Linked DNA regions of Mus musculus: all the other regions are linked to region 1. A link is a contact called in public HiChIP or PLAC-seq data. All regions are on one chromosome and are shown on one strand. The core of a region is the stretch at or near the end of the contact, and the rest is flanking DNA. Distances in the headings are between cores, read along the strand shown.

The links. HiChIP or PLAC-seq counts read pairs in DNA pulled down with a chosen protein or histone mark.
Region 2: a contact with region 1 is called in an HNF4G HiChIP or PLAC-seq map of pancreatic cancer cells. The contact joins two enhancer-like sites. A contact is called at or near these places in 2 of 15 datasets of contacts at CTCF or cohesin (the NIH/3T3 cell line and large pre-B cells), 1 of 484 Hi-C or Micro-C datasets (muscle stem cells) and 3 of 115 datasets of contacts at active chromatin or transcription factors (embryonic stem cells, fibro-adipogenic progenitors and pancreatic cancer cells).
Region 3: a contact with region 1 is called in an HNF4G HiChIP or PLAC-seq map of pancreatic cancer cells. The contact joins two enhancer-like sites. A contact is called at or near these places in 1 of 484 Hi-C or Micro-C datasets (muscle stem cells), 7 of 115 datasets of contacts at active chromatin or transcription factors (astrocytes, embryonic stem cells, extraembryonic endoderm stem cells and 2 more) and 1 of 9 other capture datasets (adipose tissue).

What each region holds. Positions count from the first base shown.
Region 1 is chr1:153,265,120-153,269,978 of GRCm38.p6, forward strand. All of the region lies in intron 1 of Lamc1 (laminin, gamma 1), which reads right to left. Among named protein-coding and RNA genes, the nearest start is that of Lamc1, 65 kb to the right of the region's middle. Within about 2 kb of position 1,937, at least 62 of the 459 cell types and tissues checked have an H3K27ac peak or open chromatin away from gene starts, as enhancers often do. A contact at or near this core is called in muscle stem cells and pancreatic cancer cells, where this site is marked.
Region 2 is chr1:153,045,921-153,050,779 of GRCm38.p6, forward strand. The region is part of intron 1 of Nmnat2 (nicotinamide nucleotide adenylyltransferase 2); the gene reads left to right. Among named protein-coding and RNA genes, the nearest start is that of Nmnat2, 93 kb to the left of the region's middle. Within about 2 kb of position 2,376, at least 83 of the 459 cell types and tissues checked have an H3K27ac peak or open chromatin away from gene starts, as enhancers often do. A contact at or near this core is called in muscle stem cells and pancreatic cancer cells, where this site is marked.
Region 3 is chr1:153,082,990-153,087,848 of GRCm38.p6, forward strand. It overlaps Nmnat2 (nicotinamide nucleotide adenylyltransferase 2), which reads left to right. Exons shown (of 11, transcript NM_175460.3): 5 at 3,348-3,474. Among named protein-coding and RNA genes, the nearest start is that of Lamc2, 100 kb to the right of the region's middle. Within about 2 kb of position 2,377, at least 89 of the 459 cell types and tissues checked have an H3K27ac peak or open chromatin away from gene starts, as enhancers often do. A contact at or near this core is called in muscle stem cells and pancreatic cancer cells, where this site is marked.

The DNA.
Region 1 (4,859 bases), core at 687-3,186:
GCTGAAGAGATGGAGAAGGGGAGGGGGCTGCCCGAACAATGGGGATGCAGCCATGCTCCCAGCAGGGCCAAGCCAAGGAATTCTGCTGCAGCCTCCTACGTGGTAAAATATTTCTAATCTCCCCGAGTACGGAGAAGCTCTTCCTGTCTCAGAGTTGGATGCAAACACTGACTGCCGGGGAACATAAACGTCTCTCTGTTATGTGCAGTTCAGAGAAATTCCATGAGGACCTTGTGAAACAACTGCCTGTATAGTTTACTGATGAATGATAATGGCCATACAGAACTTTCCAGGATTCCAAAATGCCTTCCAAGGGCTGAATCAGAACAAAAGAAGTTCCTTCTAAAGAACCAAATTAGGTGCCACGGGGCTCACTATTGAACTTACAGGCTAACTCTCTAGAAATCAGAAACTGAACTCTCTCTCTCTCTCTCTGTCAAGTCAAGATCAAGAACGTTAACACTAAGAAAGCTGTAGAACAGTCAATTAGAGACGGTGTATGTTTAGGCTACTAACTAGGCCTCTCCAAACAGTTAACACAAACAGTAGACGCAGAAGGCCACTGTTTGAAAACGTTCTCAGGGTTGTGAGCAGAGAGTTCCCAGGACAGCATGTCCAGCTGTGCACCAGCTGCCACTGCTGCACCTCAGAGATGACTGCACACAAATACAACGCCACCAGTCCACACAGTCCAGAGCCAAGTCAGGGCCGGGTTTGGGATCTTCAGGCCAACCCATGAGAAAGCACTGGGACAGTTAAGCACATCCAGGGTGTGCTGAGGTGACCCCAGCAAGTCCAGAAGAGTCATCCCTATGACTGAAAGCTCCGTCCTTGAGGGCCTGGGCGAAGAGCTGGGTTCTTCCTACTGCCGTAAGCATCATCTTTCAAATAAAATGTTGAAAGAGAGGAAGGAGAGGAAGAGGAAAGAGAGGGGCAACCAATTTCTTCCCCTTAGATTTCAGCAACTGTTCATAGTCTTGCCCTTTGTCAAGTAGCCAAATACTATCAGAAAAAGGGCACAGGCCCACAGAAAGTACATTTAAATTACTACAATTTTACAAATGGGATAACCTTGACAGTTTTCTAGCAAACGGTAATTTTCAACTAAACTTATTATAACAAATACAATGGAGCTTTCAGTCTGAGAAAGTCTCCTCTCAAAAGCATGGCCCGGGCCTTCAACAGTCTTATGTTCCAAGTGTGTGTGATGAACACATCCCTTCACATTTGTGCTACGCTATAACCCAGACCTGCTAAATGCAAAGGCAGAACATGGGGGGCCAAAGTATTTAGAGTTCTTTTGTAAGAGTTGGTCTATACATCAAAGGCTACTTATAAGAACCATGGTATATGTCAGCATGGAGCTAAGGAGAAGAACATGTTTTGAAGTGAATGATATGGTTTTGGAGATAAAAACATCCCAATTTCTAAGAAAATTAGATTTTTCCATAAAGTATCAAACTTGAAGTTTTGGTGAAGGCCACAATTCTGCCCTCTCCCTGCTATTCCCCCTAAAACCACCTGGTACTATCCGTCCCTACTGCCAAGGAACAGGTCTCCAAAGGCTGCATATTCTTTAGTAAACTGAAAAGCCACACTATTGTGACTCAGCCTGGTTATTAAACATGGCTGTCTCATCAGACAGCCACTGCACAGACCGAGAGACTTCTTAACTAATACTAAAATGTCAAGCATGCTTGGAAGGTCATTTAAAATAGGTGCAAATTACCATTAGAGACTACCATTTTCCATTACTAAACATCAGATATATTTATCTTAATCTGGGTACCTCCTCTGCCACTTCACGTTATAGCTTCAGCAAAAGAGATTAGATTACCAAGTGAAAAGCCAAGCCAAGAACTGGCTGGGAGCATGGCTGATTAACCCAAGCCTCATGCTTACAAGACTTAATACAAGCCCTGATTCAGGCTAGTGGGTCACAACATGCCTGAAATCCTTTAGCCGAGCTAAAGGAATGAGGCTGGTCCTTCCTCCCACTCATCTGCACACTCAGGGAAAAAAAAAACCTACTCACTCTGCTAAGCCAAGTTCTAGCTGTGGGAACCGACTGACAGGAGGGAGGCAGACAAAGAAGGCAGATGATTAAATTTACTGAGCGAATAAAGTAAGCAAAATGTCAGTGATGCATACGCTGGCTGCAGTAGAGGGACTTGAAACATGGGAAAGAGAAAGAAAGAAGACACCAGAATCTGCAGGTCTGTATGGCTCTATGCTGTCTTGTCTGCACAGAGGATGAGCATCAGTAAAGGATTCGTGAACAGACAGCCTGATGGTAAAACCTTTCCAGCATCTAAGGATAGCAGTGTAGTACAAACCAAGACCAACTCCGATAACCAACCCCACCTGATCCCCACAATACACGGAGCTGCAGAAGGCTAAAGAGTGCAGCTTTGTTTCTTCATTAACTATTTAGTCAGTGAATGACCCCAAAGCTCACGGTGACAAACTTCTGAGAATAGTCTAACCTTCCATTTTGTAAGAATACCTTTAACTGGTTGTTTCTGTAGGTCCCAATGAACACGTTCCCTTTCAACTCCCCACAACCATGTTCCGCTTCGCTTGCATCTCTCATCTATATGAGAAATTCCTATAAAACCACGTATGGCTCAGTATAAGATGGCTTTCTCAGTTTTCATGGTTGTGCGTTCATTTCTTACCACAGCTACCCACTAGGTCAGAGTTAACACTCCTCACTGGTCCCAAGAGTCGTATAGATCCAAATTCTTCCATTCACTCAGCAAATATTTACTGAATGTTAATATGTACCAGCTAGTCAATATTCTAAGCATGAGGCCACAGCAGAAAGGGAGATCCATATGGTGCCAAGCAGGTGGAGTTCACCGTCTAGTGGGTGTCAGAGCGGGGCTAGGGCTGGAATAAATACGCACTAATGTTGTCAACTGGGGGAAAGGCTCTGTCACTGCTTGCCATGGGAAACTTCAAGGACTTGAGTTTGATCTCTAGCCCCAACGTAAAGGCCAAACAGGAATGTGCCTACAAAATCCCAATGCTGTCAAGGCAGAGACAGGCTGATCCCTTGGACTTGTTGGCTAGCCAGCCAAGCACAATCAGTGAGTCCCTGATCCCAGTGAGGGGCCTTGTCTCAAAAAACAGACTCTGGGGCTCCTCGGGAATGGTATCTGATGGTGAATTCCAGCCTCCACATGTACACACTTGCACAACCATGAGCACTCATCATAAGCACACACACACTTGCGCACATGCACACACATTATCTATGTTAGATGATAGAGAGCGGGAGAGGGAGAAATGCTATCTAACATTGCATTCTCAGAGGTGACGGCACTAACATGGCTATGGCGATATCTGAGCACAGACCGTAAGTGGAACACTGCAACATGTGGGTGAGAAGCCTTCTCAGGGAAAATGCAAATACCCTGAGCCTGTCAGCAAGCTTTAGTTAGGGAGTGGTCAGGAGGTCAGTATGAGTAAGGTGGAAAGCACGAGGAGATGGGGCCGAGGACACAGGACTTTGTAGGTCATTGAGAAGACCTGGTTCTTACTAGGTGAAAATCCACTGGAGAACTCTGTAAGCAAATGTACATGCTCGGCTACTGTTCAATTCTATATATTTATAGTGTGTGTGTGTGTGTGTGTGTGTGTGTGTGTGTGTGTGTGTGTGTGTGTGCATGCGCACATGCAGCTTTACGCATACTATGTACCTGTGGAGGTCAGAGACAACCTTGTGAGATCTGGGCCCACATTTAAGTTGCTAGGCTTGTGCACAAATGTGTCTGGCCACTGAGCCACCTCACCAACACCCCTTGACTGCTACTTTTATAAGACTCACTTGGGCTACTGAACTGGCAAAGCACTCTCTAGCTGGGCTGGAAAAAAAAAAAAAGCTGCTGGAGGAGGGGCTGCAACAACCTAGGCAAGAGATGACAATAGATTGGTCCAAGGTAGCAGTAATAAGCAAGGTAGCTCCAGAGTCCCTGGTCGGGGCTGCCCCTTTTCCACCCCATGCCTCGTGGGTCAGGCATGCTCAACTGGAGCCAAATGGAGAAGCATCTGCCTGCGTCTGCCTGCCCAGAGCACAGAAACTCTGGCCAGATGTTAGGCCCCTTTTCCTCCCCACTTTTCCCCAGGGTCCCCCCCCCCTTTTTTTGGTTCCCTACACGATACCACACAGAGTCTGGAGCTGCGGTGTAGCTCCATGGTGGAACACTCCCCTGGGTTCAAACTCCACTACCACAGGAACAGACAGACCAACACTGAAGTCGAGGAAGAGGTATAGGCAGGAGAGAACAAAATCTGGAAGTCCTCAAGAACCAGTGTTCAAAGACATGGAGTCAGACAAAAATGTCCTTCAACTAGATTCAGACGTGAGGACAGACGGACACTGGGACTCATGAGAAATAGATACTAAAGACAAAGAGACTTTTATTTTTTGAGATGGTATTACATCATTTCCTCCCTCTAAGACCTCCCTGCTCTCTTTCAAATGTATGACCTCTTTTTCCATTAATTGTAATTACATCAGGGGTGTGTATTTGTTCCTAAATACATACAAATTCATAAGTACACCCTGCCCAGTCTCTATAATGTTACTTGTATGTAAATGGTCTCGGGGCTGACCATCTGGATAACCAACTGTTCTGTTTTTCAAGAAGAGAACCCAGCTGAGTCAATTATTTCTGAAAGATCAAGAAAGATGGAGATTGCACTCTGGCCACTAGATTTCACAACCTGGAAGTCTCTACTATATCGACAAGAGGTTTGGTGGAATGTTAGTTAGAAACAAAGAATGTTGGGTTGGGTTGGGTGGAGCGGGGCAGGGTGGGGTTCGGGTTGGAGCCAGCTAATAAAGACAATTT
Region 2 (4,859 bases), core at 1,126-3,625, 220 kb before region 1:
CAGGGTTGCCTCCATTTGGGGTAAGCCAGGGCTATAGAGAAACAAAATAATGAGTGAAAGAAAAAAAAAAGAAAGAGGAAGAGAGAGAGAGAAGGAAGGGAGGGGTTATGACAAAGGAACTCTCATGAATATATGTGTGGTAACAAGAAATACAGATTGCTAAAGCCATAACCTTCCAAAAGAATACATTTACAAGAACATCCATCTAGGGTCCCTCTCTTCAACCCCAGGCTCACGACATCCTTGTTATTCACCCCTGTAGTGGAGGAGTATTGTTTCAAAGTATCTACTTAAGCCTCCCCATTTCCCCCTTTGAACACTTCCCCTGCCTGGCCCTCAAGTAACACCTCTTCCCATTGCAGGGTCCACTGTTCCCCGATCATCCTCAGCATCCCTTGCTGTTCAAACTGACAAAACACCAAAGGGATGCTCTGTTCAAACCAGGACACCGCTCAGCCCCTCCCCTCTCCTTCTCCGATACTGTCGCCTCATTCCAACTCCTAAATGCTCCCCCATCTCAGAAGGTTCGTCTCTGTCTTCTCCTGTTTCACTCTTGGAGTCTATTACTTCACCTCCTCTGGTAACTCAGAGAGTTGCTCTCCGAGGACATTAGTGCTGCTATTCTGTGGTCTCTCTTTCTCTCCTTTCTTCCACTCATTTGGCCAGAAGAAATCTATCCCAGCACGCCCATGATGGACAGAGAAGGCAAAGGGAGAAAATGGGGGAAGCCAGCGGGAGGAAGAAGACCACAGGAGCTTCCCAGCGACACAGCTGGGAGGCAGAAAGATGGGGAAACTCCCGCATAGGACCTTCAGGGATTACCTCCCCTCCCAGTCCCATGGGAGTCCCCAACGACTCTTGTCTGATGGGACAAGAATGTTCTGTTGATTCCCCATGTGGAGGACTCCCTTGTAGAATAGTGGGAGCAAAAGGAAAAAAAGACAAATGAAAGAAAAGAGAGATGGAGGGAGGAGGGAAGAGATGGAGGGAGGAGGGGGAGAAAGAGAGCTAGCACTGCTACCTTAGCAGGTGGAAGCAGGAGGCAGACAGGCCCATCCCCAATCCCTCCCCCCTCCCCCCACCCCCCTCTACCCCTGCCTCTGTGCTGGAGGCCCTGCTGAGAGGGGAGGCCTTGCCTGAGATACTCTTAGTGTCCTGCCCTGCTTCTGGTTCTCCTTGTGCCTCTGGAAAATCACCGTGATCCTTGGAGCTGGTAGACACGCGTGTATGCGCCATGTCAGTTCAGCCCGGCAACCGCTGGAGCAGGAGGCATTGCGTTGGAATGATCAGTTTAGAAAGTAAACTCCTCCAGGTTGAGCTTTCATAGAAATCCTAGTGTTCCCTGTGCTTGGTTTCCCACACTGGTGCATAGTAGGTGCTCAATGCTGATGCAATCTAATTGATGCAAGGTGATTTATTTTTTACAGGCAGGCCTCCAGAAGTCCAAAGCCAGGGCCATTTTCCCGTGGAAACAGACCAGACTCTATCTAACCTTGACTTCCAGTTCAGTATACCCACCGTGACAGTCCCAGGAAGGGCAGGGGCGCACACTCCCATATCTCCACAGAGATTGCCTGGCAGCAAGGGCAGTACAGAGGCTGTGTGTAGACTCAGTGTCACCCCTTCTATGGCCTTAGATGCAAGTCCTAAGGGCTGGAGAGATGGCTCCGTGGTTAAAAATGCTTACTGTTCTTGTGGGGGATCCAGTACTGACCTCAGAGGGCTCACACTGCCTTTACCTCCAGTTCCAGAGGATCTGAGCCCTCATTTGGCCACTGTGGTGTCTTATTAAGGTTTCTATTGCTGTGCTGAATACACCATGACCAAAATCCAAGTTGAGGAGGAAAGGGTTTATTTCGCTTACACTTTCATATCACTGTTTGTCATTGAAGGAAATCAGGACAGGAACTCAATCAAGGCAGGAACTGATGCAGCGGCCATTGAGGGGTGCTGCTTAGTGGCTTGCTCCCCATGACTTGCTCAGCCTGCTGGCTTATCGAACCCAGGACCACCAGCCCAGGGATTGCCCCACACCCAACTGGCTGGGTCTGCCTCCATCGATCACTAATCAAGAGAATGCCCTACAGCCGGATCCTATAGAGGCATTTTCTCAGTTGAGGTTTCCCTCCTTTCAGATATCTCGCTGTGTCAAGCTATCATAAAACTGCACAGCACAATGGGTACCTGCACTTACATACACAACACTCACCCCGGCCCCACACAGACGTACAGATACGATCTTCTGTTTGTTTTTGTTGTCTGAGACACCACACCCTCTGCTGGGCGTCTATCAAGGGAAAGAATAGATGGAGGCCAGTAACTGGGTTTCTTTGGTGTGTGTCTCACCAGGGCACAGCAGATGGAGCCCGTGGCCTCCGGCTCACTCCAGGCAGGAAGGATGCTGGGCTTTTCCCAAGGAGAGGGGGTTGTGTAATGATCCCACTGCCTTGGCCTCCCTGACCCCGCCTTTGGCTTCCAGAGACTCCGTGCCCTCAGAAATTCCGCCCACTGCTCTCTTTAGGGGATTTCCTTTCTCAGGGAGAACAAAATGACCTCTTTTGGTTTTTCAAAAACTGCCTGGGAACGAGTTTCCCAGAGCTGACCTAACTCTCGGCAGACGACTCAAATGGAGTCCTTTCTTGTGAGCCTTGCCTCTGCGGCCCTGGTCTCCACTCCCACCCACAGAGGCCAAGTCTCTCCTCTAACCTGGGTGTTTCTCCTTCAGACATGACTGAGGTCTGCCAACAAGAGAGAGTGTCAGGCTGGACGCCCAGAGGGGCTAGATAGCTAGGCCACAGAACCACTAGTTACCTTAAGGCCCAGGGAACAATGGCTGGCACATTAAATTCTTGTTGTTATTAGTCCGGTTCCAGTGAATGATGGCATGAGCCGTACATGTATATGTATAGGGGTGTGTGTGTGTGTGTGTGTGTGTGTGTGTGTGTGTGTATGTACAGATATGTGTATATGCAAGTGCCTGAGATCTGGTGTCTTCTCAGTGGATTTCATGTGTGTATGTGTATGAATATATATGTGTATGTGTAAATAAATATATATTTATATATAATTTAAACATATAAAATATATACATAAATTTATATAAACATATCAATGCATAAATTTATATAAATACATAATTGTTTGTTTAAATTTATATAAATATTTATATAAATATAGGTAAATATATAAAGATATATATTTCTTTTTTCTTTTCTTTTTTTTTTTTTTTAAAGATGAGGTCTCTCACTGAACCTGGAACGAGCTCCAGGTATCCTCCTGGTTCTTTCTCTAGCCACTGCAGTCTCTTGTCTCTGAGCCTTCTCTTATCTTTTAATAAAGAAAGAGGAAAACAGAGTCAACTTTCCTCGGTTTCTTCACTTCCCAAGGCTTGCACAAAGCTGGGTATGATGGTCTATGTCTATAATCCCCAGTACTTGGAAGCAAGAAGATTAGGAGCTAAGCTACATAGCAAGTTTGAGGCCAAAAAAAAAAAAAAAAAAAAAAAAAAAAAGTATGTGTTTTTCAGGGAAGACTTAGCATACAAGTCTACTTGTGGTTACTGTTGGGCTCCTACTCAGCAGGAATTAAAGGCTGGGGCACAGAGACGGGCACTGCACACGTGCCAAATCTGAGTTCCAAGAGAATTGGCTACTTTGGATTTCCAGCAGATCTTGAAGGATGTGTGAGAAATTGCTTGGTTTAATCAGTGTTTGCTTAGTGTCAAACCTATCTGAAATGTCCTGATAAGGGCTTGGGGGTGGGCTTTGTTTGGGGTGCATAAGGCAATAAACTGGAGGAGGTGCAGTTCCTGCCCTTCAGAAAACTGGCAGTACCCCACACCCCTGGACAGTCTTTCACACACCCATGCCTGGCCAGCTCTGAGGCCTGGGGGATGCCTGGTGCTGCATCAGCCTTTGGAAGCAACCTGGGGGTGTTGTTCAGCTCAGCCTATGATCTGATCTCCATAGACAGGAAAGAGATTGTGAGGGGACGGGGAAGGAGAGCAGGCATGCATGCAGACACACATGCCTATGTGTGGTATGTGGGGTGAATCTGCTCCCTTTTCAAGCTGAGAGGTCTAGAGTGGAGGAAGAGGCCAACCCTCTCCTCTTGCTCACAACACACAGAGCAACCACTGATCTCAGTAGGGAGTCGCAGCCACAGTAATGCCCCCCCCCCCCAGTGACACAGACACTTGGCTTGCCACCCACGCCCTCTTCATCGTTCACATGACTCCTGTGACCTCTGCCAAAATGAATACCAGATTCCAGGAAAGAAAGCTCCTGGGAACCCGAACCTGTGGAGTTGGAGGGGAGTCCAGTGATGTCACTACCGCTGCTACATGCACATCAGAAGCGTCCCAAGGAGAGGAAGCAAGCCCACCCTATCCCTAGGGTGGCAAAGCATTTCAGTAGCTGTTAGGAAGATGAACCCTGAATCCCCTGAGTGGTTTGCTCAATTCCTGGGCTACTGTGATATCTTAAGAATGTTTTGGATGCAATACTTTTAACTGGATTGAATTAAATATCCATGTGTTCTCTGGATGGGCACCGGGTGAGAGACTTAGAACTAACTGCTGAGCATGTTACTCAACACTCCACTCGGGAAATGAGTCTGAGTGTTCAGAGTGTGCAGATGCTTTTTGCCCCGCGATGTATTTTGTGCTTGTTTTTTCCATCTTGTTGAAACAACTGGGAGCCGGTTCTGTGTGCTGCGCTCACCACCAGTGTCCTGGACAGCCCGGCGACTGGGCTTTCATTGTTCCGGAATGGTCAGCAGCATAATTTTGCAGGGATAAAATGCAAAACTGTAAAAAGGGGTAAAAAGAGGTAAAAATGATCCACATACGAGAAGATGTA
Region 3 (4,859 bases), core at 1,127-3,626, 180 kb before region 1:
GCTCCGAACCAGCAGCGTCTCTTCCAAAAATCCTTTGCCGTTTCTCAGTCCCGAGTTGGTTCGCCAATTGTTGTGTCCGGCCATCAGACCACAACCTGGGTTCTAGCCTGGAAAGGCATTTTGGAAACCTGGAAGAGAAGAGGGGCTAGGTGGCGAGAGAAAGGAATGTAGCCAAGACAGTTACTCTGATCAAGGCTCAAATTTTATTGTTGCGACACTAGTTATGAAGGAAGGGGGAGGGGACCCGATTCCCGCCGAATAATCTCTGGTCCAGTAGAAAGGTGCACGTGTGTGGCTCCGCAGGTTCCAGCAGTGGGCGTGGCAGAACGAATGAGCAGGAAGCTCCACCCCTGAGCAAGCAGGTTTCAGGCTGGGGAAGGGGAGACTACAGATAGGCTGACAGATACAGCACACTGCCCTTTGTGGTCATCTCCGCACACTGCGAGTGGAACATCTTTGGCCCCGTGCTACCTAAAACGGGTCATTCTGATCCAAGGAGACCTGTATCCCAGCCCTCTCCTTGCCGTTGGAGGGGCTGTCACCACCCTCTCTTCACTGAGCAGCCTCTGACCGCCCTGCACTGCACCAACCCCCACATCCGGGCTTCATTTTACTACATGAGATGAGGGTCCCAGAACATCCTAGTAGACCAGGAGCAGGGGGAGCATGGAACACTCTGCTACTCAACCTATTACTTTCCTCTGTGGAAGTAGACAGAACATCTATCTTCAGAACCCTTCATTCCTGTCCTGATTCGGTTTTTGGTCATCTTGGAAAGACGGTGAGACAGGTCAGCCTCACTTACTCTTCTGGGAAGTGTCCACAACCAAATGATAAAAGACTGCTCCGAGCTGAACAGATGGCTCAGCAGTTAGAGAGGGCTCATGTTCAAGGCGATCTGATGCCTCTGTTGTCTGTAGACCCTGCTTTCCTATGCACCTACCACACAGACACATACATACATACATACATACATACATACATACATACATAGAATGAACGATACAACTTTTTTTTTAAGATACCTAATTTCCTGTATAAAGGTGTGTCAGTCAGGATAGGTGAAAATGTGCTGTGGTAACAAACACAATTATCAGTGGCTTACATCAGTTTATTTCTCACACTTGCCACTTGAGTTGGGGAGAGGAGTGTCATCTGGGAATCCATGTTTTTTTTTTTTTTTTTTTTTTTTTAGTCACACAGAGACCCTAAGGAAGCTTCAGAAATGGAGAGCCAAAAACCCTTCTGGTATTCTTGAGCTCTGACCTGGGCATAATGGCCATAAGGGCCTGGCCATTGTTGGGTTGTCCAAATGCCCGGGCTTTCTGGGCACTTCCTCTGTTACTCATGCCCAGAGCTTGAACCTGAGCCAGAGAAACACATTCCCAAGCTCCAGCTGAGGCAGCCCGCGGAGGCAGCCCTCGGAGGCTGGCTGATAGTGTAGCTTCCAGATGGCCCACAGCCTTGCAGCCAGAGCTCAGTGCTGCTTCCTGATAACTCCATGTTTCCCAGTCCTGGGATAAGGCTGGTGGTCCTGGTGAACTTGCCAGGGAGGTGGCCACTCGAGGCTGGGTATGTAAAAACTGCTGCGGACAGGAGAGCCATGGAGCACCGAGCAAGGGACAGGCAATGGTGGGGGTGGGGTGTGCATGGCCAATCATTTCCTTCCTGGCAGAGCAAGGTAAATGGGACCAAGGATGCAGAAAGAGAAGAAATGTCCTTGGCCACAGAATAGCTGCTAAGTGCCAGTGTGGCACTGTCTTTTCTGGTGGTAAAATAATAATTAAAGACTGTAGATTACCTCTTCATTCCATCAGCTGCAGCTGGGCAGAGGATCCCACAAAGCAGGCTGGGAAGCTGTCTTACAGATGCAGTTGGATGTCCCTGTGACCTCCTCATGTTAGGAGCAGTCAGAAGTGATGGGTTAGCCCACCAAACAAATGCCCGCTCTTCTAGGGCTCAGGACTCCAGGCATTCCGCCTGCAGGATCCCCTTTAGAAGCTGTGCCCAGAGAGTCTTCCTGCTCATCCCTGGGGCTTGAGGGTTCTTTCACAGCAGGACTCCAATCCTGAAAATGCAGTGGGTACCCTCACCTGGGAGATAATGGCTTTTGGGGAAGGGACCTTAATTATGCACTTAATCTCATGATTCTCTGTCGCCCTCTGACCCTGGGTAAAGGTGGGTTGCTTCTGTCTCCACTGTGGAGAAAGCTACTTTCTCAGCCCTGTACGTTCTCCATCACTGAGGGAGCAATGGGCGTGATAACACAGGATGTGGGATAATGTATCTCAAGTCACCATGTGGTTCTGAGGTGTGATGGGCAGGCCTGAGGGGCCTTGAAACACACCCCACACTTCCTGTGACACAATACATCCTGCTGTCTATGGCACTGGTGTCTAGCTGGTTACTGACATGTCTAGCTGGCAGAGGCTGAGGGAGTGATGAGGTCTGTGGTCAGCCTGACCTTTCCCAGGCCTGCAGAGCACCCTCACAGATATGATCTCATGTGAGTCATGACACACAGAGATTACATCAAGTCCTACCAGGTGTCACGGACTTTACACGTACGTGCTCAGGTAATTCTGCCACAGATGAAATGGATTAAGGTAGGCCTGCCTTCCTGAGGTGAGTGGCAGTCCTCTGGCCATGAGATTGGCCTGCCTAACTGGGCTAACTCCTAAGGCAGGAGACTATGGCTGAATTCCACCTACATGTAGATTCCTTTGTTTGTTTTGTTTGTTTTGGTTTTTTTGTTTGTTTGTTTGTTTTGTTTTAACTGCAAGGGATGGCTGAAGATTGTAACCCCAGCACTCAGGAGGCAGAGATAGGTGGATCTCTGAGTTTGAGGCCAGCTTAGTCTATAGAGTGAGTTCCAGAATAGCCAGGGCTACACCAAAAAAAAGAAAAAAAAAAAAAAAAAACCATCTCAAAAAATAAAAAATAAAAAAAGGAAAGTGAAATGTCATCTTCAACTACACAGTTGGAAGTTAGCCTGAGATGCATCAGATGCTGTTTCTTTTAAAAGAAAAAAGGTAACTATAATGTCATACTTGAATTAAAATTAAGGTTCAGGAACAATTAACTGTCTAAGGTCACATAGCTAGGAGGGAACCCTGGACTGGGGAGCAGGGGTATGTGATACCCTCCCAAGCTTATCTTGCTGAGCTACCCTGTTTCCTGCCAGTGTCGACCATGTGGTGCAGCTGCATCTAGAGCCAACCCCAGGACCCTCCCTGAGCTTGAAGCTGACTCCCTCTGCCTGAGATGGTTATCCACCGGGCAATTGGGCCATGAGTCTCAGTGCCCCTGGGCTAAGGACACTGACTAAATGCTTCTCCTCTCCCCAGAGGGTGACCGGCTGCATCCTCTCCAACGTCAACACACCTTCCATGACACCTGTGATCGGACAGCCACAGCATGAGAACACCCAGCCCATTTACCAGAACAGCAATGTGCCCACCAAGCCCACTGCAGGTAAGGGATGCTGGGTAAACTCTTTAGTCTTCAGAATCACCTAGAGGGCCCGCCCAGGATTTGAATTGGTCAGGCTGGAAGGAGGAAGAGGCGTAAGGGAAGGAAAGAGAAGGAAGAATGGAGGAGGGAGGGAAAGAGAAGGAGGCAGAAGAGAAGGGAAAAGGGGGAGGAAGGGGAGGAGAGAGGAGAGAAGAGAATGTGCCTTCTGAAGGATTTAAATATAAATACAAATTGCCTTAAGTAGGGATTTAGTATGTGAAAGGGAACATTTTTCTTTGCCTCTTCTAGGGAGCTCGAGGGTCTCACCCAGGGTCACAGTGAGGAAGTAGCAGAGCCATGAGTCACATTGCATACAAAATGTCCACATTCTTGGCCCACCTCCTCAACAACAAAGAACAAAGCCACCAACACTTTCTTGCACTAGCTTTGTGTGCCTTACGTGCTGTGTGCGCTATTCTTGTGTTCTCACTAAATGCAGTAATTCTGTGACATATATGTTGTCTTTCCTTGGACCAAAAGAACCCAAACAAAGCCCAACCAAACAAAAAACCCAGCCAACCAATCAAATAAACAAAAAGGTACATGCCCTAAAGCAGTGGTTCTCGACCTGTGGGTGGCAACCCTATAGGAGTTGCATATCAGATATCCTGCATATCAGATATTTACATTATAATTCAGAATAGTAACAAAATTACAGTTGTGAAGTAGTAATGACATAATTTAGTGATTGGGAGTCACTACAATATAAAGAACTGTATCAAAGGGTGTCAGCATTAGGAAGGCATTTGAGAGCCACTGCAAGGATTCTCCTAAGTAAATTCCAAGACATGAAGCTGGGTGTAGTGACAGATACCTACATCCTAGAACTTGGGAAGTAGAAACAGAAGGATCAGGACTTTATGACCAGCGTGGGCTGCATGAATTGTTGTTTCGAACAAAACATAACCAAATATAAGTTCTAAGAGACAGATGTCCACTACTTTTCAAACCCAGAGACCACATGCTAATATATGACTGGTCTTTTATAAACATAGTAATTTATAAAGAAGAGCTAGGACTCTCGGTTTGCATGCAGTTATACTGGATACTAAGAAAGTCTGGGAACTTCTCTGCTAAGTAGGATGCCTGACTACTGTGAAGACCATCTCCTTCGCCCAGCAGAGATGATTCCAGGGTGTAGTCTGCCACAGGCTGAGCTTCTTTGAATTTGGGTACTGCTGTCCAGTGGGACTGATTGGCTTGGGACAGATGCATTGAGGAGCTCCTGAGAAATGTATTAGTCACAATGGCTCTCCATTGCTGTGACAACATGCCTGAGAATAATCAACCTTAATTAACAAAGATGTACGTGGCTCAAGTTCCAGAGATTTTAGTCCAGGGTTACC